Regions from separate parts of the Mus musculus genome. Here all the other regions are linked to region 4. A link is a contact called in public ChIA-PET and HiChIP or PLAC-seq data. All regions are on one chromosome and are shown on one strand. The core of a region is the stretch at or near the end of the contact, and the rest is flanking DNA. Distances in the headings are between cores, read along the strand shown. Region 1 holds the start of Neurl1b (neuralized E3 ubiquitin protein ligase 1B). Region 2 holds the start of Fam234a (family with sequence similarity 234, member A). Region 3 holds the start of Uhrf1bp1 (UHRF1 (ICBP90) binding protein 1). Region 4 holds the start of Itpr3 (inositol 1,4,5-triphosphate receptor 3).

Region 1 (3,486 bases), core at 606-3,105, 640 kb before region 4:
TGTCAAGCTAGAGTCCAAAAAAAGACAAGAGGGGAAGAGAGAGAGGCAGGCAGATGCTCATTTATAAGGTTAATTTATTATCTTACAGGCGCAGGCTTATCACCTCCACCACAATGAATTATCACTGTCACACAGGGTGATATCAGCTCCATTTAAAGCAATGTTGAAGATAACATTGCTTTAAGCTCATGTTATTTAACACACTAATTTAGAGCTCTGGACCTTCAAGAAGTTCCCTGGTCCTGATTTTTTTTTTTTTCCTGTGTGGTCTGCTGTTGTTGCCACTGACGTGGAAGACATAGCATTTCCCCACAGCACATCCACATGGGGACCGAGAGGCTCAACCTCAGCCTTTCAAATCTACATGTCCTCCCCACCCCGAGACACACACCAGAACAGTTGGGGTGCGGTGGGTTCAGTGGCTGCAGCGAACATCTGGGGAGGTGACTGAAACACAGCCACTTGCTGGAGTGCTCTGAAAGTGGCTTTTTAACAGCAGCTTCCCCACCCTGCCGCCACAAAGTCCTGTTGCCCTGAGCCATTTTATCTAAGTGAAATTCCTCAACTCCTTTTATAGCAATGGCGACCTCTCTAAGGACCCCAGGGTCATACAGAGTGAAGGCCTACCCAGCTAAAGTACCTTTGCCCACCAGAGTTTGGGGTGAAATTTTAAATAACTGAGAGCACTTGTAATTGAGAATTAGAAACTCAGTACAGAATAGGTCTGGCCATGGCTTCCTGGGGAACAACAGAGGAGAGTCTGAGGACAACGAGAAACCAAGGCAGGAGGCGGTCCTCTGAGCACCTCTTTTTACTCCGTTTCAGAGGGAGCTTGCCCTCAGCCACTGGGAGATAGGTTTGGACATCTCGTCTACCCACTGACCCTCGGTTTACCCTGTCTGTGCTGTGGAGGTAATAACCCTGCTTCCTAAACTGACGAGAGTACTGAGTATGGGAGTCTGAAAGTAATGGTTAGGGACTGGGTCTCCTCACAGAGTCATTACACCTCCCCCACCTTGGTGTGTTAGTCTGTGAATTGGACTAGGGGTGGCATGGGCTAGCTGGCCTTTTATAGAAGAGTAGCCAAGGCTGGAAGGTTCTGAGAAAAGATTTATGCGGTGGGAGTGGATGCACCTCCCCCTCTCAGCCCCCTCCCCCCCCCCAACGCCGCCGCCTCGTACCTCCTGGCAACACTACCCACCTCACATGCCACCTCGTTCTCTCAAAAACCCTCAGCCGGCCCTATCTGACACTTCAATGTTATTGTTGGTTTTGACCACTATGTGATCTTGATTGCTAATTTTCTCTTCCTTGAGAGCAGGGACTGCGTCTGGGGCTCAGCAGAGGGCCTGGTACATAGGGTGTGGGCAGTACTTTAATGAAGAAGGCACAGTGAGCTCAAGTCTGGGTCCCGCCCCCCCCCCTAAACAACCACTACATACTGAAGTCTCTCCTCCTAGGTATGCGGCCTAGGGGATGGAGAAGTTCCCCATCCCTACCCCCCACCCCCATCTCACCCTGGATGGACTGTCATGGAGCCCTTGACACTGTCTGGCGTGACCTGCATGTGTGCGCGTCGTCCCTGAGTCGAGGCACCACCCAAAGTGGCCGAATGCCTGGACAAGGACTCGGCACCCGGCGACCCATCCCGATTGGCAAAAAGAGCAAGGTCGGTGCGCGCGGGAACGACGAGGGCAGGAGGCCAGCCCCGCCTCTCCAGCGCGCTACCGGTGCAAACTTTCAAAAGACGCGGCGGCGGCCCCAGCCCCGCCCAAGCACGGTTGGTGGCGGGCGCGGGGGCGGGGCGGGCGCGCCCGGGCCGGTGGCTCCGCCTCCTCCCGCCGCCGCCCGCGCCGCCCATCTGCCGCCCGCCGGTCGCCGGTGCAGCGGCAATGCCCCGCAGCCCGGCCGCGGCCCCCGGCCCGCCCAGCTAGCCCCGCGCCGCGAGTCTCGGAGTAGCGATGGGCAACACGGTGCACCGGACCCTGCCAGGTACGCCCGGAGCCGCGCCCCGAAGTGGCGCGGAGCGCCTGGTCCTCCCCGGGTCGTCGCAGCCGCGGAGCCCGGGTGCAAGCCAGAGCCTGGTTGCCGGAGCCCGAGCCCCGGAGCCGCACCCCTGCAGGGATGTGCGGACCCCTCCTGGTTTTCCTGGCCTTGGCCGTGCGCCCCACGCCTTTGTTCCAGCCGGAGGTCGCTAATGAGCGAGCCGGAGGGAGGTATCGGGGCTTCCCCCGGCCGGAACCCTTCAGGGGGGTTGCAGGGCGCGGGTGTCCCGGGTCTCCGCGTACAGTCCACAGGCGCCCCCGGCACACGTGCTAGTTCTTGGCGGCGTTCCCACGCGCGCCCGGCTGCGCCCCGTTCGGGTGTCCGTTCTGTTGGGGGCCCTCCCAGCCCCATCTGAGCCATTGCTGTGGGGCGCATCGCCCCCTAGTTAAAAGCGCCCTAGAATTTCCTAGACCCGAGAAAGGCGGTGGGCGAGGGGCGTGGGGCGGGCGTGCGGAGGCCGGGGGACGCCACGCCTCGCTGAAAATACCTAGTGATGGTGGAACATGTCAGCGCGCCGAGGCTGTCACTGCCTGTCTGCAAAGAATCGTCCTCCTAAGAAAAGACACCCCGATTTTACACAAGAAGTTTAACCTCAGTACAGGAGAAATGACCCGGTGACAGGCAGTGGTGGGAGACTGCATGGGCCCTGTCAGCCTGTCTGCCCCGCCCCTCACCCCCACTGTGTCCCAAGTCTTCAGAAGTGTTTGGGCATAAAACTGGGCATTCGGCATTCGCAGCATCCTTAAGCAGAGGCTCTCTCTCTCTCTCTCTCTCTCTCTCTCTCTCTCTCTCTCTCTCTCTCTCTCTGTGTGTGTGTGTGTGTGTGTGTGTGTGTGTGTTGGGGGAGGGTAGTTCAGAGAAGAAGCAAGTTGGCTGTAGGTCAGATTTAGCACAGCCCAGCTGACACCCCATCTCTGTTCTGACACCCCCACAGCCCTTCCTCCGGCAGTTATCCTAATAGAGTTGTCTCTTCCCCTGGAAGGGATTGGACCAACCTGAGACCTAAGGACCACTGGGGAGACAGACAGCCCCTTCTACTAACAAGCCCCTGGGTGGCTTTTACTGGATCATTCCTAAGGTCAGCCAGGTGGAGTCACAGGCTGGTCAGCTTCAGAGGTGGCTTTGGAACCTGGGTCTGTACTAGACAGAGTGATAACCGCTTCTTGCTAGGCTGAAGAGACCCAGCCACCGATCTGGAGGGACCTGAGGTCACATCAGAGATGGCAGTCACAGAAGCCCATGACGGAGACACAGTACATACTCAACTAGAATTCCTGTGCTATTCTGGTTGGTTTTTTAAAAAGCCATTCTGCCACCTGTGGGTCACACTTGGAGCAAGGCAAGGGACAGGCTGTCTCACCAGGTGCTCACACATTGCTGGGGTGCCCATTCCCCTGGAGTCTGATGCTGTGGGTGGAGCACTCTAGGCTGGGGGCTCAG
Region 2 (3,410 bases), core at 18-2,517, 810 kb before region 4:
AAAAAGAATGTGGAGGGGGGAGTTAGACTTTGCAAACTGGGTCATAATGACAGTGGTTTCTATCACTCCCTATCGCCCCACTTCCCTTACAGATAACTCTTCTGAGGGAAGGCAGATACCAACAGAAAACAATGAGGACTCCTGCCACTGGTCTTTTGAGTCCACTATCTTGGATTTGGATCCCCCAACTTGGCGAGAGTTACTGGGCCATCATCACCCAGGTAGACTGATTCCCTACCCACAGAAAGTGTTGACTAATAAAGGTTGTTTTATTTTGTGCATTTGGGGAAGACCGCATATTGTAGCCCAGGCTTATCTCAAACTCCAAATTCATATGTCTCAGCCTCAACTTCTGGGATTACAGAAATCCACCACCACACCTAGGATAAAGATTGCTAGGATAAACCAATAAACTTCTTGTTTGTTATAAAGCAACATATAAGGAATACAAGGAGGCAATGGAAGGAGTAAGAAAAAACGCCAGTACAGAGAAGAAACAGACAGCTCGGTGTAATGAGGCAGGAAGATTGCTTCCAGTTCAAGGCAGCAGGAGGCGGTGGTGGCCTTAAAAGAACATTAGAACTGTGAGGGTGGAATATGAAGACAACCCCATCACCAACCACTCCTGACCGTACCCACCTCACTGCCTTGGGCCTGAACTTGAAGAACATGAACTGATTCTCACTGATACTAAACACACGGGGCCCAAAGAGCGTTAGGATTTAAGGAACATGTCCACCGGAGCACAAAGTTCCTCTGGTAGGTCAACCCCTGTCGCTCCGGGTCACCACAGCGCCCTCCAGGGAACAGACACGACGGAGCAGAGATTTGTTTGGCCAAGTTGAGCACGCTTGAGGGTGCCAGGCCCTGTGCACTGCTACTCTGGGAGCTCAGGCGGGGCCGACCTTAGCTGTGAGCTGCAAGTGGAGGCGGGACCCGCTCCTGGCCCCCACTAGCTCCGGGCGATCGAACGCAGACGGCTTTGGCCGGAACCAGCTCGCGCGTTAAGAGTTACCTAGTCCGATCCTGACCTGCTCTCGGACCTGTCCGCGAGATCCTGCTCCTCAGCAAGTGGTACAGGACTGGCGAGGCTGGCTCAACTGCGGTCCCTGGAATCCGGGATCCACATCCCCAAGGTTCCCGGGAGGACAGCGGCTGAACAGGAGTACAGACTACGCCGGACAGCAGCGCCCCTCCCCGGCGCACCCCGGTCCGCCCGGCCCCGAGGGCAGCGTGCCACGCCCCCACTGGGCCCACCCAGGAGGCCCGCCCCGCAGTAGGCCCCGCCCCAGAGAGGCTGTGACCCCCCCCCTTAGTTCGGCCCACCTGAACTGTGCGTCACTTCCTGCCAGCGGAAGGGGCGTACCACAGCGATTCCGTTCTGTTGACTGAGTCGGTTGCTTAGCAACACGGCCACTGTGTCCAGTGTTGCCCTTTTCGAGCAGAGAGCCTGTTTGTGCAGGAGCATTTTGGCATGATAATGCTGTGATGGCTTAGGCCTGGTGTTCCCATACTAACCCCAGGAATCCATGAATGGAGACAAGACAGAAGGCCCATGCTAAGGCTTCTTTTTTCTAGCCTGCGTATCTTTCCGATCACTTACTGGCCACGGTATTTTCTTTCCTCAGTGCACACGCAGGCACATAGAGACACACACTACGACAGAAAGGGAAGATCAGAGGACAGTTTTGTAGAGCTGGTTCACTTTCGCCTTTATGTGGGTTCTTGGGATCGAACTTAGGTTACAGGCTTGCACAATAGCTTGGCAAGGACTTTTACTCTCTGAGTAGGCATAAATTTTTTGCAACCTACTTTTTTTTTTTTTTTTTGGTTTTTCGAGACAGGGTTTCTCTGTGTAGCCCTGGTTGTCCTGGAGCTCACTTTGTAGACCAGGCTGGCCTCGAATCAGAAATCTGCCTGTCTCTGCCTCTCCAGTGCTGAGATTAAAGGCGTGTGCCACCATGCCCGGCTGCAACCTACTCTTAATAAGGGTCCAACCTCTCCTCTAGCCTACAACCCAGCAGAGGCAGTGGAAGAGAAAAGTTATTAGGATATGGGTGAAATGGACCGGTTCAGCAATAATTCTTTAGGGGTGAGCTAGATCTTCTTGGGCAGCAGTTCAGTCCCATAGCAAACACCAAGTACAATTCAGCAGCTGCAGACCAGTCCTCTAGGGGGGCAGACACCAGACACTAACCACCAGCTGCAGTCCAGTCCTCTAGGGGGGCAGACACCAGACACTAACCAGCAGCTTCAGTCCAGTCCTTTCAGCAAGCAGACACCAGGCAGCTGTAGTTAAATCCTGAAGAAACTTCTAGATTTGCCAACCAGCCTGATGTGAGGCCGCAGAAGCTGCAAGCTGCCATAGGAACCTCACAAGCAGTTCTTTGGATAATTTCTCTCAATGGCAGTGTTACCACAAGGTGAGCTCAACAATGCTATGTAAGGCGAACAAATACATGCGTGTCTTTAGCAAAGAATAGCAAGGCAGAGCAAACCAAATCTCAGTGCTCCTCTCCCACTGTCTGTGGGGTCACATTTATACTCCTTTATCAAGAGTCCTTACACGTGTCTGCTATATCCAACAAGCATCCTTTCACTTGTGTCTGCTTCAGGAAAACAGTCTTTTATGTGTTTGCTTTATCAAGACATCCTTTCAGCTAGGCAGTGGTGGCGCACGCCTTTAATCCCAGCACTTGGGAGGCAGAGGCAGGCGGATTTCTGAGTTTGAGGCCAGCCTGGTCTACAGAGTGAGTTCCAGGACAGTCAGGGCTACACAGAGAAACCCTGTCTCAAGAAAAATGAAAAAAATAAAAAATAAAAAAGACATCCTTTCATCCGTGTGTCTCAGCAAACCATCATTTGGCATAGCTAACTTTCTAAAGAACTAGAAGTTTCCTCTTGGTGTGCCATTACACTGATTTTATATAGTGCTGTTAATCTAACTCAGAGCTTTGTGGTTGGTAGATAAGCGCCTTACCAATTCAGGTACAACCCTAGCTGCTGCTGCTTCTTCTTCTTCTTCTCCTCCTCCTCCTCCTCCTCCTCCTCCTCCTCCTCCTCCTTCTTCTTCTTCTTCTTCTTTAAGATGGAGTTCTTATTTAGCCCAGGTCAGCCTTGCATTTTTTTTTACATATTTAAGGCTAGTTTTAAACTCCTGTTTTTCCTGCCTCTATCATTTGGTGGGATTATAGGCCTGCAACACTACACTTAGTGATCTGAAGGTTGGGGAAGGTTATGGGAGCTTAACCCATGGCCCAGTGTATGTTAGGCAAACACTCTTATCACTGTCACTGATAAGACCCAACCCTCAATACACTTTAAATTGTTAATCTATTTATTGCTGATGGTGCAGTCTTATTACTGTGGATAATTACTCATTACTGTGTGTCCTGGAACTCACTCTGTAG
Region 3 (3,697 bases), core at 674-3,173, 800 kb after region 4:
AGCACTCAGGATTAGGGGCACAGAGGCAGGCCTATCTCTGTGAGTTTTAGGCCAGTCTGGTCTAGAAATTATTTCCAGGATAGCCAGGGCTGCACAGGAAAACCCTGTCTCAACAAGAAAAACTATTGTCCGACAATTTCCACCCCCCCTCCTTCTCAATCCTCTCTTTTTGATTGATTGATTGATTAATTTTGAGACAGGGTTTCTCTGTGTAGCCCTGGCTGTCCTGAAACTCAGTCTGTAGACCAGGCTGGCTTCAGATTCAAGTAGATCCACCTGTTTTTCCACCTCCTGATTGTGGGGACTAAAGGCTTGTGCCATGTTTTTTGTCTCAGTGTTTAAAATTAAAATTAAATCTCAATCTGGAAACATTGCTAGTTATGAATAAAGTTTCAGAAGGAACTTACGACAGCTTGTGAAAGCTCAATGAATGTTAGTTGCAGTGACTAAAACAGTATAGCCAGGTGTGGTGTGAACAGCCACATTTTTTGGCGCTCAGGAGGCAGAGACAGGAGGATGGCTGCCACTTTGGCCACATCCTGGTCTATCTACATAGCAATCCCTGGGCCATCTAGGGCTATATCTGGATACCTTGTCTCAATCTCAACCAAGAGTAAACTTTTTTTTGGTGGTTTTTCGAGACAGGGGTTCTCTTTGTAGCCCTGGCTGTCCTGGAACTCACTTTGTAGACCAGGCTGGCCTCAAACTCAGAAATCCGCCTGCCTTTGCCTCCAGAGTGCTGGGATTAAAGGCTTGCGCCACCACGCTGGGCTCCAAGAGTAAACTTAAAAGACCTGGGGACTGGAGAGATGGCTCCCTGCTAAGTGCTGCTCTAGAGGGCTTAGGTGCAGTGCTCAGCACCCACACCAAGTGGCTCACAACTACTTGTAACTCCAGTGCCAAAGAATCTGACAGCTTCTGGTCTCTGTGGGCACATGACATTCACACTCACATAGGAATGCACAGATAAATAAAAACACTCCGTCTTTGGGGGGCGGTGCGTCTGAGTGGAGTACTTACCTCATTTGCTTGATGTAATTAATTCCTACTCCCGCCAAACTTACCAAGAAAGCAAAACCACACGAAATAGCGAGAATTAAAGACATTGGCTCTCATTTCCATTGCTCCCTTTTCAAAAGGCAGTTAAGTATATTGAGTCATGTACTAATGATCAATAGACATTTAAATTTCCTAAAGGGGGCTTTAAGCAAAGTATGTTGGTTAGGTTTGCTGTGGTTGTTCGGCGTTTTGACCTCAGCAGTTTGTCAGAATGGTGCATTGGGAAATGAGATCCTGCACTGAGCCATTGTCATGCATGGAAACAGGATTCAGCCCTTGCCCCAGTTTTGTAGCTTTGGTCAGATGGTATCTGAGTATCTCCTGGATACAGTGAAGAGTGGAAGGAGCCTCCATCTGTGTTTAATGGAGTGGCCCAAGGCTTGGCGAGCACTTTATCACGGAGGCCTTATGTATTTAGCAGCTTAATAACTGCAGATATTTTTCTTGAAACTGGAAGCATTAAAGGTTAGATTTCTTGGGTCTTTTTTTTTTTTTGTGGTTTTTCGAGACAGCGTTTCTCTGTATAGCCCTGGCTGTCATGGAACTCACTTTGTAGACCAGGCTGGCCTCGAACTCAGAAGAGACAAGGTCTCTTAATGTAACCCTGTCTTGGTAGTCCCCATGTAGACAGGGTTGGTCTCAAGGTCCTATATTTGCTTGCCTCTGGCTCTGGAGAGTTCGGAGTAAAGGCGAATGCCACCATCTACCTTCTGGAAGAGTGAGCCCCGCCTCTGAGCGTGTAAGCCCCGCCCCGCGCAGTTGCCCCGCCCCCTATGCCTCTGAGCTCCCGCCGCCCCGCCCCTCATCCCTTGCGCCTGTGCCGCCGCGCGCGTCCCCGCCCCTCGCCGTGCGCTCTCGCCACGGGGATCCCGGAGGGTGGCGTGCGGTCTGGGTTCTGCTCCGCGGGATCCTGCGGCGCCGCACGGGCGGGTGGGAACGCGGCGGAACTCCTGGCGCTGAGTTAGGGGCGACAGAGAGCCATGGCGGCCACTGTGGCTACGGCAGCCGGTGCCCGCGCCGCGGCGAGGTGAGAGGACGCCTCTTTTCCACAACTGAGGAGGCCACGGCTGCCCGTCTGCCTGCATTCCACGCGGGCCCGGGCTGCAGCATGGCCGGGATCATTAAGAAGCAGATCTTGAAGCATCTGTCCCGGTGAGAGCGCCACCCCGCGTACTCGGTCCTTTTCCGAGCCCTCCGACCTCCCTCCGGCCGCTCTGGGCGAGCGGCTCCCTGCAGGCGCGATTCAACTCTTGCGGGCCGTTGTCGGCGCTGCATTACTCCCTCGCCCGGGCCACCTTCCTCCCCACCCCCGTCGCCGCCTCCTTCCTCGGCGCGGGTCACCCAGCCCTTTCCTGGCCGTACCTTCCAGACCCGCACGGAACCTGGCAGGCCAGCCCTGGAGGCCTCTTCCCGCCTGCCGAGCCGCCCAGCGCCGGTTCATTTCTGGCTTTGCCGCTCCGTGCTGGATTACCCAGGTCCCCTTCGATTGCAGCGCCGACGCCGGCTTTCTCCTTCTGTGAGGCGAGCTCCTCCTCTTCTGTCTGACCCTGTTGCATCACTCTTGAAAAGATATAAACCCTTCACCCGAGGCTGGTCGTCCTTTCGGACCTCCCTCCTTTCTGGGTCCGCTTTCTTCTCCGTACACAGACGGATTGGAGAAAGGTCAGCGGAGGTGGGGGATAAAGTTTCAGCAGCCTTCCCTTTAAGATGCCATGGAGGTTTGTTTGACAGCCAGTGTCCACTTGTGCTTTGTGGCCTCCTGTTAAGCTGTCCTGTCGCTCTGTATTTGGGGCATGACGGGTTAGCTGGCAAGACACTTTTCAGCTATATCTGAAGGACTCCTGGTCTCTGCGTGATGATGCAGCTTGTTAGAATGGGTGGCTGCGAAAATTGGGAGCTAGCTTTGCAGTTGGTTTTCGCTGCTTATTCTAGCTTGGTGATGGTTGTTAATTTAGGTTGTCTCAGAGGCTCTAGTGATCCAGAGTTTGGCAGCACAGTGACTAGTGGTTTTCAAGAGGTGTGTGTGAGTGTTGCCAGTCAACATGGAACACCAGGGCTTGTGTGAGCCTCTGTCCCTGACGTGGTGTCCCCCGTTGCCTGGCTGACATTGGCTTATGTGATCTTAGACATTTATTAGCTAGATTCAGATACCTTGTTTGATTAACTGTTATGTGCATGACTGAAGGGCCGGCTCCTGGAGTCTGGGCACTTCCTCTTCAACGTTTATCTCTTTCAAACTAGATAGTAGTAGTAGATACGTCAAAGACTATCTAGGCTGCTGTGGTGCACACACCCCCGAGGTCCTAGCATTTGGAGGCTGAGGTAGGAGGAGTGGGGTTTTAAGGCCAGCCTACAGTAGAGTTCCCAGCCAACTTGGACCATGTGGTGAGACAGTGATAAATTAGAAGACTCCATGTGTTTTTATATTGAAAGATTTATTTAAGAGCCTCACAGAGCGCCCAGTAGGACACCGGGCATTTTGGGGGTTACAACTTGTGTGGCTAATTGTTCTTATTGGGTATGTGTGTGTTGTTTTGTGTGCGTTCAGAGAGGTGCAGAAGTGCCACAGTGTGCTAGTGGAGGTTGCAGGGCAACTCTGGGGAGTCATTGTCTAGTTCCACTTTCACAATGTGTTCTG
Region 4 (3,661 bases), core at 133-2,632:
TTGATGTTTTACCTGCATGTATATCTGTGTGAGACCATCAGACCTCCTGGAACTGGAGTTACAGACAGTTGTGAGTTGCCATGTGGGTGGTGGGAATTGAACTTGGATCCTCTGGAAGTGTAGGCAATGCTCTTAACCACTCAGCCATCTCTCCAGCCCATTCTTACATTTATTTGAGGCAGACTCTCACGTGCCCTAGGTAAACCTCGAACTTACTATGCGACCTTTAACTCCCAGTCCTCCTGCCTCTACTTCCCCATTAAAGGCTTGGCTAACCACTACCACCAGTTCTAAGGGTCTTGGTAAAAATCCCCTGCACTCAAGAACTCTCGGTGCAGGTCAGCAGCTGTCTCACGGCTGGCGGCTGTCTCCACCCCTCCTGGGTCTCTTCCTGCTTCTGTCTCCAGTCCCCTCCTCCTTTTCTCCCAGGGACAAACGCCCCCATCCCCGCCCCTCAGGAAATAAGGGGGGCTGGGTGGGAGGGAGCAAACGTGACCAAAGGGGGTGGTGGTGGCGCATTCTTATCTCAGGAGTTCAAACCAAAGCTCTAGGAGGAAGCAAACGCCCAGCCTCCGTGGCGCAGAACAGAAAGTAGTCAACTTGGCGATGAGTTTGAGGGCTGAACTTTGTGAGCAAGGGCCCGCTACGAGAACTTGTTTCAGTGGGCGCTGGGGTGCACTATTAACTAGAGGAGGTAATGCTCTCCCCCTCCCAGTATTATTTATTTATTTTAAAGCAAAGACAGAAGGAGCCAAGAGAAACTGGAGCCAATTCCTCCTGGAGAGGGAGCGGCTGAACTGATTCGGAAGTTGGATCTCTTTGTACACAGGAATGTGGGGAGAAAGAGAGTGAGAGAGAGAAACCCCAACAAGGACAATTAAAAAACAAAAAACAAAAAAAAACCCAAACCCACCCCATTGCTTCATTTCCCCTCCAAGTCAAAGCACTTTCTATTGTGCAATGAAAAGACTTTTCATGTTGAGAGAAATGAATCCTGATTTGCAACGCTAAGGGCTTGAGCGCGCATCCAGGCGCAAGACGGTTCTCAGCTGGGCGCGGTTGCCGCAGGGTGACCGTGGCCAAGTTCCCGGTGTGCTCAGCCACGCGTGGGCCGCAGGCTAGGCGAGCTGGGGATCTCCGAGGGTGGAGAGCCCCGAAGTGCAGCGCGGTGCTGGTGGACAAGCCGTCTAGAGAACGCCCTAGAGCCTGGGGGTCGTCCGGTGGCAAGCTGGGCGCTTTAGGGGGTGCAGGCGTGCACGCGCGCGGTGTAGAAGAGGCCGAGCCTGGGGCGCGGGTGCACGTGGGAGCCGCGGCGGGGGCGGGGTGGGGTGTGGCCTCCCCGCCTCCCAGGCGGGATTTGCATGTGTGTGGCGGCCCCAGACTTCCTGCTCCTTCCAGGCTGCAGGTACGCGCGGGCCCGGCCGGGCTGGAGGGCTGCGAGCGCGCAGAGACGCAGGCACCTCCTCACCCGGACCCGGGTCGCGCCGCGCCTCCTCGCTCTCTGGTGGCAGTCAGCCTACTCCTGCCGTCCCGATCGTCCGGGTCGCCGGGCTGCGAGGTGGCACTGCGCCCCTCTCCGCCCAGCGCGCCTCAGTCCTCTGCACCGAGCCTGGCAGCTCGCTTCAGGGCGACCTCGTCGCCTCGAGCCCCGGAGGGCCGAAGCCATGAATGAAATGTCCAGCTTTCTTCACATCGGGGACATTGTGTCCCTGTACGCCGAGGGCTCTGTCAATGGCTTCATCAGCACTTTGGGGTGAGTGAGCCTAGGGCAAAGAGAGGGGCATCGGGACCACGGTACCAGCTGCTTGTTTGCCAATGTTCAGTCCCCTGAGCCCTTGATAGAGGCTTGCTTGGACAGCCCAGTCTCCAGAAGCGAAGGGACGCTGGCACCCCTCTCTTAGAGAAAGGAAGTGCGTTGTTTGCTCAGGTAGTAGTCGGGTGCCCTGGGGAGTTCTAGAAGGCGTCAGCGCCCACGAAGCCCGCCACTTCTGGCACACTCTTTTTCTTAACTCATGGCTGAGGGGTTCGGACTTCCTCTGCAAGTGGTCCTCGGGTTATGCAGGTGGCTGGGGCCTGAGTTGGAGAGGGCCTGGGTGTTCTTGTTTGGGATTCGGGGTGGGGTGCTAGGGTTGGCTCAGCCTGAAGCCTGGCACTCACCTCTATAGCCCCATCTTGAATCGGTTTATTTAATTATTTAATTAATCATTTAATTTATTTATTTGGAGAGGTAGCATCTTTTCACTCTCCTTGTGCCCCATCTCCTCTTCAGAGTGTTTTCTTTACCCTCCCTGTCCAGGCAGTCCAGGTCTTGGCCAGCTGGCCCCCCTCTCACCGCCACCCCCTCCTTGTCAATTTCCTGTGTAGCTACTCTGGCGCCCCTGGGTCCCTGGTCCCAGGTTCTCTAGAGCACTTTACAAACATTAATTAATTCTGGCTGTCACCCCCCGGGGTCTGGGCTGGATAAGCAGGGAATTGATTCCATCCCATGCTGGTGCCAGGCCGGTAGCTGGGAGAGGTTAGAATCCCAGTATCTTTTTGGATAGACCCTGAGCACCTCGTTGCTGCAGGGATGGAGGAAGCGCACAAGCCCGGATCTGGTCTTTCTGTCCCATTTTCGGGCAGGTGGGGTGGTAGTGGCTAATGTTCTGGTATCTCACGTTGTCAGCACCATCCAGCTGCTGGCAGGGTGACTCCTCTCTGGGGGCTTTGGAAGTGTGTCAGGAATTCTTTCAAAGTTAGCCCTGCAGGTGGGAGGCTCCTGGCTCCCTTGCTCTCTCCTCTTGGTGGTTGAAATTCAATGTGCTGTAGGGAGGAGAAACCTCCAGGGCCTCTCTGCCTGAGGAGGCTGAGATGGGAGTTCCAGCATCCCTCTCTTCTCCAAGCATCCTCCAGGCTCTCCTACACACCTCCCGGGTCAGATGGAAATTTCTACACACACATCTCCCCATCAGATTTCTCTTCTGAAGTTGCCCAGAGTTGAGGCGTGGAGCCTCGTCTGGGCCAGCATCTTTGCAGGCCTGGCTCAGAGCCCTGCCAGGCAGGGCCCTTCTTGGGGAGCTACAGGGGAACTGCGCAGTCAGCACTAAACATGCTGTCTTGGGATGGGGTGTGTGTTGGGGAGGGAGTGGCAAAGCCAAAGGTGGGAGCCCAGACTCCCCCCAACTCTGCAGATTCTCAGAAGTAGTCACATTTTGTTGATGTGTCTGGCTCAGGGCTGAACACAGGGTAGATGCTATTTAATCACCTTGAGGATTGACAGAGCCAAGGATCTAAGGTCCCTTTTCCTGTCCCCAGGCAGCCTCCATTGTCTGGGAATCCCTCTGCTGGCGCTTTCTCTCTCTCTCTCTCTCTCTCTCATGTATATGTGTTTTGCAGGCATGTATGTCTGTGTACCATGTTGGTGCTGCGTGGCTTTAGAGGCCAGAGAGTGCATTGGCTCTCCCGAGACTGCAGTTATAGAAGGGTGTGAGCCACCTTGTGGGTGTTGGGGATGAACCCAGGTCCTGTGCTAGAGAGGCCGATGCTCTAAAGCACCGATCCACGTCTCCAGCTCCCTGTTCTCAGGACACTTTCTTCCTCTTGGTCCTTCCTGCCTCAGGAGCTGCTATTTTTAGTCCACCTGGACCTCAGGGCAGATCTCAGGGACATCTGAGAGCCCTTG

What was found. ChIA-PET counts read pairs in DNA pulled down with a chosen protein or histone mark. HiChIP or PLAC-seq counts read pairs in DNA pulled down with a chosen protein or histone mark.
Region 1: an HNF4G HiChIP or PLAC-seq map of pancreatic cancer cells shows a contact between it and region 4. The contact joins the promoter of Neurl1b here to the promoter of Itpr3 in region 4. A contact is called at or near these places in 2 of 39 promoter capture datasets (both in liver) and 1 of 115 datasets of contacts at active chromatin or transcription factors (pancreatic cancer cells).
Region 2: a contact with region 4 is called in a FOXA1 HiChIP or PLAC-seq map of pancreatic cancer cells. The contact joins the promoter of Fam234a here to the promoter of Itpr3 in region 4. A contact is called at or near these places in 1 of 484 Hi-C or Micro-C datasets (CD4 T cells) and 1 of 115 datasets of contacts at active chromatin or transcription factors (pancreatic cancer cells).
Region 3: a contact with region 4 is called in an RNA polymerase II ChIA-PET map of memory CD8 T cells, with 5 read pairs. The contact joins the promoter of Uhrf1bp1 here to the promoter of Itpr3 in region 4. A contact is called at or near these places in 2 of 115 datasets of contacts at active chromatin or transcription factors (memory CD8 T cells and pancreatic cancer cells).

Annotation. Positions count from the first base shown.
Region 1 is chr17:26,413,004-26,416,489 of GRCm38.p6, forward strand. It overlaps Neurl1b (neuralized E3 ubiquitin protein ligase 1B), which reads left to right and starts at 1,856. Exons shown (of 5, transcript NM_001081656.3): 1 at 1,856-1,992. The coding sequence starts at 1,962.
Region 2 is chr17:26,242,975-26,246,384 of GRCm38.p6, forward strand. Fam234a (family with sequence similarity 234, member A) reads right to left here and starts at 1,268. Exons shown (of 13, transcript NM_001206335.1): 1 at 1,032-1,268.
Region 3 is chr17:27,854,584-27,858,280 of GRCm38.p6, forward strand. It overlaps Uhrf1bp1 (UHRF1 (ICBP90) binding protein 1), which reads left to right and starts at 1,924. Exons shown (of 21, transcript NM_001080769.1): 1 at 1,924-2,211. The coding sequence starts at 2,168.
Region 4 is chr17:27,055,922-27,059,582 of GRCm38.p6, forward strand. It overlaps Itpr3 (inositol 1,4,5-triphosphate receptor 3), which reads left to right and starts at 1,383. Exons shown (of 58, transcript NM_080553.3): 1 at 1,383-1,753. The coding sequence starts at 1,665.